2 separate regions of the Sus scrofa genome follow, and region 2 is linked to region 1. The links are chromatin contacts, called in public Hi-C maps. All regions are on one chromosome and are shown on one strand. The core of a region is the stretch at or near the end of the contact, and the rest is flanking DNA. Distances in the headings are between cores, read along the strand shown.

Evidence for each region. Hi-C and Micro-C count contacts between places; a contact is called where the count stands out from the background.
Region 2: a Hi-C map of liver shows a contact between it and region 1, with 4 times the contacts expected there. The contact joins the promoter of AK9 here to the promoter of MICAL1 in region 1. A contact is called at or near these places in 1 of 5 promoter capture datasets (liver), 3 of 47 Hi-C or Micro-C datasets (blood, heart right ventricle and liver) and 1 of 2 datasets of contacts at active chromatin or transcription factors (alveolar macrophages).

What each region holds. Positions count from the first base shown.
Region 1 is chr1:75,520,587-75,526,761 of Sscrofa11.1, reverse strand. MICAL1 (F-actin-methionine sulfoxide oxidase MICAL1) reads left to right here and starts at 4,002. Exons shown (of 25, transcript XM_005659375.3): 1 at 4,002-4,286; 2 at 5,809-6,110. The coding sequence starts at 5,853.
Region 2 is chr1:75,689,959-75,696,133 of Sscrofa11.1, reverse strand. AK9 (adenylate kinase 9) reads left to right here and starts at 2,719. Exons shown (of 40, transcript XM_021091050.1): 1 at 2,719-2,820. It overlaps FIG4 (FIG4 phosphoinositide 5-phosphatase), which reads right to left and starts at 1,906. Exons shown (of 23, transcript NM_001243250.1): 1 at 1,672-1,906. The coding sequence starts at 1,737.

The DNA of each region.
Region 1 (6,175 bases), core at 2,753-5,252:
TGAATTGTTAACATTCATAATATTAGAGCATTTAAAATAATGGATTTGAAGATTGTGCAAAAGAATAGTTTGGCTCTTAGTTTTTGTTCATTTGTATTTTGTCCTTGTTGGATGAAAAATTAAACTGAAGCTTGCTTATGTTACGTTAGAGTTATAAATAAGAACATCTACATTTTAAAAATCTACCTCATAGATAACTCTAGTATGATTAAGTGGCTTCTGGACAAATTCTTCCTATAATCTTAATGTTTGAAGTATGAAAAGGCTCATAACAAAAATCTGGCAAAGCAAGCAGAACCTGAACCTATGTGTATTTTTAATGTGTCCCTTGTGTTATCTCGGGAGTCAGTGACATCATCATGCCTTGTTTCTGAGGAAGATTCTTAAATAAAAAGCAGCATATAGGAGTTCCTGTTGTGGCGCAGCAGAAATGAATCCGACTAGGAACCATGAGGTGGCGGATTCGATCCCCGGCCTTGCTTAGGGGGTTAAGGATCCAGCATTGCCGTGAGCTGTGGTATAGGTCGCAGATGTGGCTCAGATCTGGCATTGATGTGTCTGTGGCATAGGCTGGCAGCTGTAGCTCCGATTCGACCCCTAGCCTGGGAACCTCCATATGTGGGTGCGGCCCTGAAAAGACCAAAAAAAAAAAAGCATATAGAGGACAAAGTAGCAGGGAAGGGTAGGAAAAAATAAGCAACCCAAACTTTGGGTCCACTTACTCTCATCAGCCAAGAGAGAAAGTTGGGAGTCATTCTTGATGGGTCCCTCCTCACCCCCACCCTAATCCATCCTCAAGTTATGTCAGTTTCACTTCAAACTAGTGGTCCACTTTTCCCACCCCAACTGCTGTACCATCACCAGGTCCTCTCGCCTGGACTCCTGCCAAGGTCTGCCTTTCCTCCCTCTCCCCAAGCTCTTTCTCCACCAGAAATGGTGATCTACCCAGCTCACCATAGTGCCCTTAGCATGAAGCTGAGGGCTCTGCTAAACGCATGGATATTGCATTATTAAAGCAAATATGAACAGATCTCTGCTCTGCTTACAATCTTTCTGCAGTTTCCCTCTACACTCAGAATAAAATCCCCAACCCATCTTCCCCTCAGGTCCCTTCCCCATTCTCACTTCTAGCCACACTGTCCTCCCCAAACAGAGCCAGCAATTTCCTGCCTTAGGTTTTGAGGCAGGCAGTTTCTCAGGCATGAAAGGTGTCTGCCTCTTCTCCCTGACTAATGTCTGCTCATCTGTCAGAATCCAGTGCAAGTGTCACTTCCTCACCCTCTAATCCCCTCAGACCCTCTAATCTCAATCAGGCCACCCTTTTATATCTGTCTACAGCACTCACACTTTGGACTCAACAGGTAATTATTTTTAGATCAAGAGCTGTGTCTGCCTAGTCACAATGCAGCCACAGCTCCTGACCCAGGACTGTGTGTGTGGTGTTTGAACACACTGACCTACAGGAAGGCCATATATAGGGTGGCTTAGAACTGTCACCTGCATTGCTAGGGATCTAGTTTCTGACTCCAGGCTCTAGGTGAGGTCAGGATGGCACTGCAGGAAGACAAAAATATGGTGTGGATTAGAAGAAAGGGATCCTGTCTTAAAGGCTCAAGTTTTTAAACCTAGGCCACTGCTGGCATGATTATTTGCAAAAACACTAGAATGGGATTCTTTTAAAACTGACTTCCCAATTATTTGATCCAGTGTGAATTAGCCAGTGTTTGTGCCCGTGTTTTTAGTTTCATATACACATGTAATATGGCTCATGATTCAGATAAGATTCTAATTAAGAAGAGAAATACTTGTAGACAATTATTCATTTAGCTTTATTAGAGGCCATTTTTTTTTTCTCTCTCTCTTTGAAGAAATTCTAAATAGAACTTGCTTTGGGCCTTCTGAACTGTACATTTCTTAGAGTCACCGACATTGAGTAATAGGAATTTAGAATCAAAATGAGTTGAAGAGGTTGAGTAATTAAACTGCCTCTATTTAGAGATAAGACTAAAGCATGGTGGTTGGTGACTTTTCAAGGTTACACTAAGTTCATGTGCAGCAAAGCTGGAATCTGACCAGATCGTCTAGATTACAAACCAATATACCCTACTCTTTTTGCTCCACTGTGTAGTTTTAATTAACATAAAGTGAAACTCCAAGTCAGCAGTTTTTTTAAGCACTGAAGAAGTCATTATTGTTCTGTGATCTTTTTTTTTTTTTTTTTTTTTTTGGTCTTTTTGCCATTTCTTGGGCCGCTCCTGCGGCATATGGAGGTTCCCAGGCTAGGGGTCGAATCGGAGCTGTAGCTGCCAGCCTATGCCAGAGCCACAGCAACGTGGGATCCAAGCCGCGTCTGCAACCTACACCACAGCTCACAGCAACGCTGGATCGTTAACCCACTGAGCAAGGGCAGGTACCAAACCCGCAACCTCATGGTTCCTAGTCGGATTCGTTAACCACTGCGCCACGACGGGAACTCCTGTTCTGTGATCTTTTTTAAAGACACATTTTAGCATCTGTCATTCCGAAAGCCATGTGACCTGGTTTGGCTGAGAGGGCAAGTCATTGAGTTAAGAGGCAGACCCTGCTGGGCCTTTGCAAAGGCACTAAGTCGGAGCAGCTGGTTATTCACTAATGAAAGAGAAATGGCATGAAAGCCTGGTAAACCCATTTAGAATGGACTTTAAAACCCTTCTTATGCTATGTATTTAAGTATGGGTGTGTCTGATATTTGGCAAATTGATTTCAAGCCAAGTGACTAGTCACACTCATGAGCTAGGACGGGCTCCAGTTTCCTGAGCCTGACCTGGCTGAATTCCCTGCCGCTCCTGGCAGAGAGCGGGCTTTTCCCCTTCTCGCTTGCTTCTCAGCTCAATCTGGGAACAGTGAGTATAACAAATCTTACTGGGTCTCAGAGAGTTTCCAGATGAAATGCAAAGTAAGAATAAAGATAAGGAGAGAGCCATAGGGACCCAGCTCTTTCCAGTCCCTGGATCTCAAGGAAAGGACCCTCCCATTCATTCCTGTTTCATTAGTGTAACAGTGTCACTTGCTCTAAACAAGAAACCCAGCTTCTTATGATGCCAGCCTTTCACTTGCCACGTTGGGTCAACACTGGATTCCAGATAGGCGTGAGTCCCGTACCAGCTGTGCCGCTTGCTGGCTAACTTGTTGTGGATCACAGAACCTCTGTGACCTCGGTTTCTTCTTCAGTAAAATGGGACTCTCGTGATCAAGATAACATTCATAGTAGATGTTTATTAAATGAGGACTCATGTTTTATTAACTAATGGTATGACCTTGAAAGAGTGTCTTCACTTTGGCGCTGTTTGCTTATGAGGAATACGAGGAAGTTGATCCCAAAGGTCTCTTTTCATCACCGACAGTTCCGTGTGTCCTTTCTCCATGGCATTCTTACCTACTGGGGAACTAGCCTTTCACCCACACACCCCTCCCACTTCCGCCTTTCGTAGTAATGGTCTAACACCGCCGTCTCCACCCCAAGACCCTCTGGCCCTCTCACTTCTGCCGCTGTGGAAGCTACAACTGCCGAGTTCCCGGAACTTGAATCCGTGCCCGTTGCCCGCAGCCGGGGTCTAGCGGCAAACTAGTTGTAGGGGAGACGGCCCCCGAGCGTGGGTTCATCGTGGGGCGCCCGGGCTGGCCGTGCATCTCCTGGTAGGAGAGGTGAAGAGATGCAGACGTGCCTATGGTCTCAACAACTTCGGCAAACTTCTCGCTCAGCCCGAGCGCCCTCTCCGCCCAGTGCTCGGAGACAGCCGAGGAGTAGGTACGGAGCAAGGGTGGGTGGCCTCGCCCACCCGGGAAGGGCTAACTTTGCCGGCGCAGGCAACGCTCCAGGATGGCGCCTAAGGCCGCTGGTGCGCCGTCGGGATCCGGGCGCCTCGGATCCCCGGCTTATCGGCCGGGCCAGGCCCGGGTCTCGGGCCCGAGAACGGAACGGAACGCCGCGTCAGCGGCGCCACGCCCTCCAGCCACGCCCTGCAGGCGTGGGCGGGCCCGGGCTGCCCGCAGCTGCAGATCGCCGGGTAATGAGATGCTAATGAGGCGCGAATAAAGCCTCCGCGGGTTGCGCGTCCCGTGCGGAAGCTCACACCCAGACTGAATCCACGGCCCCGCGCTGCCGGGGTGCAGTCCTGCAGTCGCGGCTTTTGGTCCGCGCCGCTCCACCTCCACTACCGCCTTCTCTCCGTCCCCGGCCCCCCACCCGCCCCGACTGGGACACCCGCTGGGCAGGAAGCGGCCCCCTCCGGGCTCCCGAGCCCCCGGTAAGTGCTCCAGCTGCGCGCCCGCTGCCTGCGGGGGCCCGGCACAGGGGTAGGGGTGCGCTTCTGGGGAAATAAGGCTCCCGGCGCTCGGGAATCCCGCCGGCCCGGTCCGGCCCGTCTCTCTGCACCCCCGCCCTTTTCAGCCTCTGTCCCGACTTTACGGTCCAGAGTGGGAATATCCCCGCCCTCCCGCCGCCAGTGGTCCTGCTCCCTCTCCATCCTTCCAGACCGCTCCATCCCTCCCACATCCTTTGTCCTGGCGTTTCCAGGTTGGGACGCCCCTCTCCCCACTTCTCTGAGGGGAAGAGAGACCTTTGCTGTGTCTGACACCCCCAAGAGAGACCTTTGGTCTTCCTGACGTCCCGTCCGCCCTCGTCCAGGTGACCTGCGGCAGAGATTTTAATCTCCTTCTGCCTGAGCCTGGCCCGCGGAGACTGGGACGGGTGTGGCGGCCGAGCAGGGTCAGGGGGATCAGCCCAAGGACATAACCCCCATCAGTGCCACCCACCTTCCTTACCTAACTCCCCTGTGGGCAACCATGTCCCCCGCTCCCTCCGATTCCTCCTGATCCCTGCGTGAGAAAGCCCTCTCTAACACCCCTCAAGTTGCGTGGGGACCTAAACGAGAGAGAAGGGGACAAAGGGAGGCCTTGTCTTCGGAATTCCTGGGAGAGCCTGGAGGGATGGGGCAGGGCATGGATGGGGGTGGGAGGAAGCTGGGAGGGACCAACCCTGCTGCCTTGCGCTCCCCCACCCCGCGCCCCCGCAAATCCCTCAACCATCTCGGCTGTGAGCGGTGGCAAGTCAGGGGAAGTATTTTGACCACAGTGAGTCAGAAATAGATCCAGTTGTGTGTCACTCAGTCAGATGCAACATCCTCTGCTGTTGGTTAAGGTAGTTTTGGTGATGGGAAGTGGAACCTCCGGAGGAGACTGTCTCCTCCCCCCAGGAAGCAATCACAAGCGCTAAAGTGCAAAACTTTCCCCCGGCATGTGACACACTCCACAAGCAGCGTGGCACTGCGTACATTGAGGGGCCCCAGGCTCAGGGCGGCATGGGGTGAAATGGGGCGGAATGTGTGCCTAGCAGCTGGGATGGCAAGTATTAGAGTCATCCCGGTCTGTTCTGCAAGGAAAGCTCTCCTCCTGGGCACCCTGCCCGCTCCACATCCGAGGAGTTCCTCACGACCTGCTTCCAGGGCCTCAGGAGGCAGAGGAGGAATTCCTGTCCCCTGGGCCCCAGAGATGGAGCAGGGCTTGGAGATTCCTGAACAAGAAGGCTGAGCTGGAACCTCCCTTCCCTGGCTTTCCAAGGGCCTTCTGGGCCCAGGACTGCTGATTTTTCATTTCCAAATTTGGCAAATTTCACTTGGAGTGGAAGGGATAGCAGCTGTCTCTGAGCAGCTGGCAGAGAGGAGCAGAGACCCGGAGCTCCCTCGGGGTACCGGATTGCTTTCTTCTCCCCTTCCTTTTCCCTTCCTCCTCTCTCCAGCCTCCTCCCTTCTCTCCCTCCCTTCTCTCCAGCAGCCACGTGCCTCTGCCCCTCCCTGGGAGTCCCAGGGGTCTCCATGGCCTCAGCTACCTCCACCAACCCAGCACATGCCCACTTTGAGAGCTTCCTGCAGGCCCAGCTGTGCCAGGATGTGCTGAGCAGCTTCCAGGGGCTATGCAGGGCCCTAGAGCTGGAGCCCGGCGGGGGGCTGCCACAGTACCACAAGATCAAGGCCCAGCTCAACTACTGGAGCGCCAAGTCCCTGTGGGCCAAGCTGGACAAGCGAGCCAGTCAGCCTGTCTACCAGCAGGGTCGAGCCTGCACCAGCACCAAGGTGGATACACAGTGCCTGGGATGGGGTCGAAGAGTAGGGGAGTCAGGAGGAGCCCGGATGCCGTG
Region 2 (6,175 bases), core at 1,470-3,969, 170 kb before region 1:
AATAAGACACATAAAGGCACATAGTTAATACTCAATAAATGATTGCCAAGTTGATATAAGACCAGACAGACAAGTTGAGGACAAATTCTATATGGCTTTGAATGCCCAACTAAGGGAGGCAGAGTTTACTCTCCTCAGAACAGGAGCCACTGAAAATTTCTGAGCAGAAGAGCCCCATAATATGGACTGTGCTTTAGAAAGAACATTAACATCTCAGCCAGTCCTCATGAATGCTCAGCTTATTAAAGGGCTGAAATTTCTGTGTTTAAGTATAGTATGCATGTTTCTAACTAGGGACATTTATCAGCACTTGTACAGAAAGCAGAAGGTTTTGTTTCAATGTCAAAATGATACTTCTGTATGACTCTCCTCAGAGGACAAGTGAAGATATTTGCAAATTTGGTATTATTAGATAATTTTATCTTCTGGTCTGGATTATCAAATGAAGTTGTCAGCAAAATTAATTTAGGGTCAACAATGTTTCTATGCTAATGCTAATGATGACTAGCAGACAAGCTAGTCTCATGTAATAACTGAGAATCTGCTATGTACCTTCTTGCACTCCTCTAATAGTTCCACTGAATGTGTTTTATAAGACATTCTACAGCATAAGCAATGAGTATTATGAAGGTTTTGAGCACATGCCATCCTGTAACCATTAAGTGTAATTTAAACACAGACCCTAATATCAATGATACCCCAGTTTAGAAAAGCTATACTTTATTTTCTAGCCACAGAGATGACAAAGTACATACTTCAAGCACCATTCATTAAATTTTAGGGAACTAGTAACGTAAACATAAAAACCTATCTGCTTGGGAGTTCCAATTGTGACTCAGTAAGTTAGGGACCCTACAGTTATCTCTGTGAGGATTTGGGTTCCATCCCTAGCCTCACTCAGTGGGTTAAGGATCCTGCACTGCTGCAAGCTGCGGAGTAAGTCGCAGGTGCCGCTGGTATCTAGTGTTGCGGTGGCTGTGGCATAAGCCACAGCTGCAGCTCCTATTCAACCACTGGCCCAGGAACTTCCATATGCCACAGGTGCAGCCATACAAAAGACAAACGAACAAACAAAAACCTGGATCTGCTAATTCTACCAGTAACTATTTACATGGTGATTTGAAGAAATAAAACAGAACAAAATAAAACTGTGTAGGAAAAAAGTAAAATGAAAAGCAAAAGAATTCTATCCAAACAAATCAACAAAGTTTTCTTTCCCTTCAAATAAAGAGAACCAAAAATGTCAGCAATAAAAGCATACATAATTATTATCAATCACTGCGACGCCACGGCATAGGAAAACAGAAAAGTTACCGATTCACAGGTCGAGAATATTTTTCTAACCCCTACTTGTACTATAACTAGTGAACCGGAGAACTCCAAGACTTTCCCAAAGTTGAAAAGAATTCAGTAACTCGTACAGAACTTCATGAACAGTTTTTGAGATATCACAAACACTTGCTGCCAGGGTGTTCCAACCTTGGCTTTTAAGTGGTGCTGCAAAAGCTACAGTGTCCCGGGTGCCATAACAGGGCGAAGCCCCCTCGGGCGCATTCCCCAGGACTCGAATTAGGGAACAGAGGGAAGATGGGGCGGGCTGCTGCTCTGCCCCACCGCCCCACACCTACTCGGCCGCTGTCCTCCCCGCACCCCACTGGGCTGGGTACTCACAGCTCTAGTCTCGTACAGAACCAGCTTTTGGACCAAGCTGATTATGGGGGCGGCGGCCGCGGGCATGGCCGAGCAAACGGGGGCGCGCCCCAACAGGCACTAGGCCACAGCCTTGGTTGCAGCAGCCTCGGAACTGCCCCCAAGAAACCCGGAGAGAAGACGCCTCAGATCCAAGATGCCAAGTTCCGCAGGTAAAAACACTGCATCGGCACGAAATACATAGATGATCAGCTACTAAGGTTCAGGTGTTTCCGGATCCGTAGGCCCCACCTCCAGGCAAACCCCACCCCAGCTACCGCGTGGGCGGGACTGGAGGAAGAACCATAGAGAAGTGGGGTAGAGGTTTCCAGAGCCTGCGTACTGCGAAGGAGGAAGCAAAGAACGCCATCTTTGGTATGGGAACGAGGAAAAGTGGGCGGAGAAAAGGGCACTGCCAGTTTAGTTAAATCTCACCTTTTTCTGGTCCTTCTCTTTGCAAAAGTGGACGATTTGGGACTGGATTACTTCTTTTGAATTGGCTCTCCGACTTGCAGATAGATCCATTCCCAAGTTTGTCTGTTTTTTCTCTGCCTACTTCTGCCCTTTCCTGAAAACCTACTCTGTGACGGTCCTGCACTAAGCATAGGTGTTTTTCCCCTTCTGTCGCTGTGTGTCTCTTTTACCCTTAGAAGAATCAACTAAATCCATGGTATCCAGAGGGTGTGTGGTTCAATTAGTGTTTTATAATCGCTTAAAGTTGGAAATTTCCAAGCTTGCCACTTATTTGTGCAGGAGGCTAACCATCTGTAAATTCTAAAAAAAGACTGTCGAGTGTAGTGTAATACAACGTAGTGTAGTACTGGCTTTGGAGTTCTGCGTTAAAAGAAGTTTTCTTACACGAGATGTGAGTGAACATAAGTAAACAACGCATGTACTCTCTTTGATCATCAGCTTCCATATTTGTGAAAAGGAGTGTATTAAAATTTTGAATACAAAGGTACGAAAGTGAGTATTTAAAGTAAATCAGTAAATTACAGCCCCACCTTCCGAGGCCCCGCCCCCAAGAGGCTCGACACTTTGCACCAAGCTGGGTTCCCTTGGCAACCGCTCAACAGATCCCAGAGTCCCTGGAGAGGACTGCAGCCAGCCGGTGGGGTCTGCTACGAATAGGTATGTAGGAGTCAGAGTCCACCGCTCGGATCCATTTCCGTAGCGAATGAAATCCCACCATCTCCTGCGGGGAGCCCAGACCAGTTCCTTTCCTTGCAAAATTAAACTTCGAGATCTCCGTAAATTCCGCTTTTGAACCTCACTCCTCCTTTCAACGAACATCGTTTTCATTCCACAGGTATTCACTGGGTACCAACTGTGAGATGTAAGATGTACTGGAATGGCAAAAGTGCTAGGTTTCCCAGGAAATGGGTCCCTTGTTAACTGCAGAGCCCACTGCTAGAGGATTTTTTCAACTGCTAAAAATGTAAGGAAATTTAAGAATTTTTGTATTCAATTGTAGTATAAACATAATGTGGCATTGGGGATTATATTGTAAATTCAAAATCAAGAAATTGCAAAATTTTTAAATTAATATTTATTTTAAACTTTCTTTCATAGTTTGGTATGAAATTTTGGGTTTTATTAAGAACTAGAAAGATGGCGAAGTTCCCTTTGTGGCTCAGTGGTTAACGAACCCGACTAGTAACTGGTTGCAGATTCGATCCCTGGCCTGCTCAGTGGGTTAAGGATCTGGCGTTGCTATGGCTGAGGTGTAGGCCAGCCGCTACAGCTCCTATTCTACCCCTAGCCTGGGAACCTCCATATGCTATGGGTGCAGCCCCAAAAAGACAAAAGAAACAAGAACAACAAAAACAAAAACAAAAAACTAGAAAGATGGCCATCTCAGCACTGGCACTTTGCATTGACTTGGATCTTTTACCTGGGAAAAATACTTAGTTCTGTTCCATTACATAATGGAAAGCAACTCTTCTGAACATGAGTTAAATATTTGCACATTTTTATTCAGGATAACTCAAAATATCTGTAGAATTCCAGTTTTCCAATATTTAGTTTTCAATTATTATATTACTATATTCCATTTGAAACTGGTGTTAGTTTTGTTCATCCAGAAGCAGATCCTGAGACAAAACTTGAGGACAAATAGTTTATATGGGCAATAATCTAGCAAAACAACAGCCACAAAGGGAAGGAAGCTAATAAAGGGAATAAAGGGAATATTATTAAGCAAATTTCTCTGTTAGCTGAATTCTCTGAGGAATTCTTGGATGTATGTCTCAGTTATTCCCTTTTAAGGGGAAAGAGAGCTGGGGTATTTATTCACCAATTCCCATCAGTTATAGGTTGAGTCTTGCTATGGAAGAATATTAATTCTTATACAGTTATACAGTCTGCTGTATAACTCAGGCAGAACAAGGTCTGGCAGCCAGAAAGGGCCCTTAAACAAAGAACCACAAGCCACCAGTTGGAAGCCGGGCTGGTCATCTGTGGAAAAGGTTGGTGTCAAATGGATAGGGTTAGGGTACTAATAACATCTGCAACATTCCAAGCTTTGCCCCACTCATACCCATTGCGCTCCCTCCACATTAAGTTGACAGCATCCTGTCACTGGTTCTTCAAGGCAGTTTCTGGTCCCAGTTTCTAAAACAAAAGGATGCGCAAAAAGACCTACATCTCCCTGCTCCTAATTAGGTAGCAGCAGCTCTACCTCTACTTTCCAGGGCAGTAACTCCTTATCAAGGACGTGACTCATTAGAGGTCATCATAGATTCTGCTTGTTACACCACTCTCATAGCCCCATGCACACGCTTCTTCCCCAGAACCCTTTTTCTCTTATGATCCAGTCTCACTCCTTCCAGGCTCTGGACCAAGCCATTCAGCATCACTCTCCAAATTAAGGACCTAGGAATATTGCTTAAAGCTCTGCCTACCAGGAGGATTTCCCCTAATCACCACCTCTCAGGACTACTCCTGAGTGGGACTAAAGTCCAAAAGCATTCCATTTACAGCTTGCACCAATATATCATGTTTCATACATGATTTTTTTTTTTGTCTTTTTAGGGCCGCTCTCGCAGCATTTGTAGGTTCCCAGGCTAGGGGTCTAATTGGAGCCTACACCACAGACATAGCAACGCAGGATCCGAGCCTCATCTGTGACCTACACCACAGCTCATGGCAGTGCCAGATCCTTAATCCACTGAGCAAGGCCAGGGATCAAACCTGCAACCTCATGGTTCCTAGTCAGATTCGTTAACCACTGAGCCACGATGGGAACTCCCATACATGATTTTTATCATTTTTTAATCAGCTATTCCTAAGGGATTCCAAATGAGGTGTGAGCTAAGAGACACTGATGAACAAGAGATCGGTGACATGTGGGTCTAGACTGCTTGCTTATGATATTTATTTGGCCTGATCCCTGGGTTCCATTTTTATCATTCAATGGGTTGCTGTTGTGTCTGCCCAGCTTGAGGACTTGATCTGTCTGACAAACCCAACTCATGTGGGCACTTCCATATGTACTGTCACCGGATGGCCCATGGCCAGGCTTTTATTCTGTCCCAGAGCCCAGGAGCATGCCAGGAGCTGGTTTTTGAATGGGGAATGGTTCTCTGCTGCAGACGGCAATGATCTACACTGAGAGGTTCCTGTTGAGTCTTCCCTAAGACTCCAAAAAGTGTCCTACCCACCACAGCGACCTCTAGCATCATGGGATCTAGCCAGGTATATGGCCCAAGAATCAAGGCCTCTGGTACCATAGCCTGAAACTGCTGTGGAGCTCTCTCTCATTCTTGGCCTTACTCAAAACTGACAGCTTTCCAAATCACCCCTTAAATGGGTCAGAACAGTATTCCCAAGTGTTACATGCTATTGCCAAAAACTAAGAAGACTTAGGAGTTCCTGCTGTGGCACAGTGGGTTAAGAACCCAACTGCAGTGTCTTAGGTTGCTGCAGATGTGCAGGTTTGATCCCTGGCCCAGTGCAATGGGTTAAAGGATCCGGCATTGCCACAGCTGTGGCCTAGGTCAGAGCTGTGGCTTGAATTCAATCCCTGGCCTAAAAGCTTCCATATGCTGAGGGTGTGGCCATTAAAAAAGAGAAAGACAGAAAATTCTACACCTCTTTTTTAGAGGTATAAGATGTAAGGTAGAGTGACCTGTCCTTTATACCTTGGAGAGTCTGTCTCAGAATGTCCCAGACCACCAGCCTTGTAAGACTTCACCAATATAACAGTCCCTTAAATCTTTGTGGGCTCATTTCCCACTTTCTGCTGCTCATATATCTTAGAGGGCATCTAGAACACCTGTGATTCCCACTCATCAGGTCTGATATTGTCAGAATTGTGAGTCAACAAGACCCCTTTGTATTGTATTTATTACAAAGAGCAGGAAGTCCTAGGGTAAGACTAAATGTCCATTGATGACTGTTCTAAATAAATACAAACTGCTTCTGATCCTTCTCCTTGGTGTGCATTGAAAGAAATGCATTTTATAGCTGAGTGGCTACATACTAC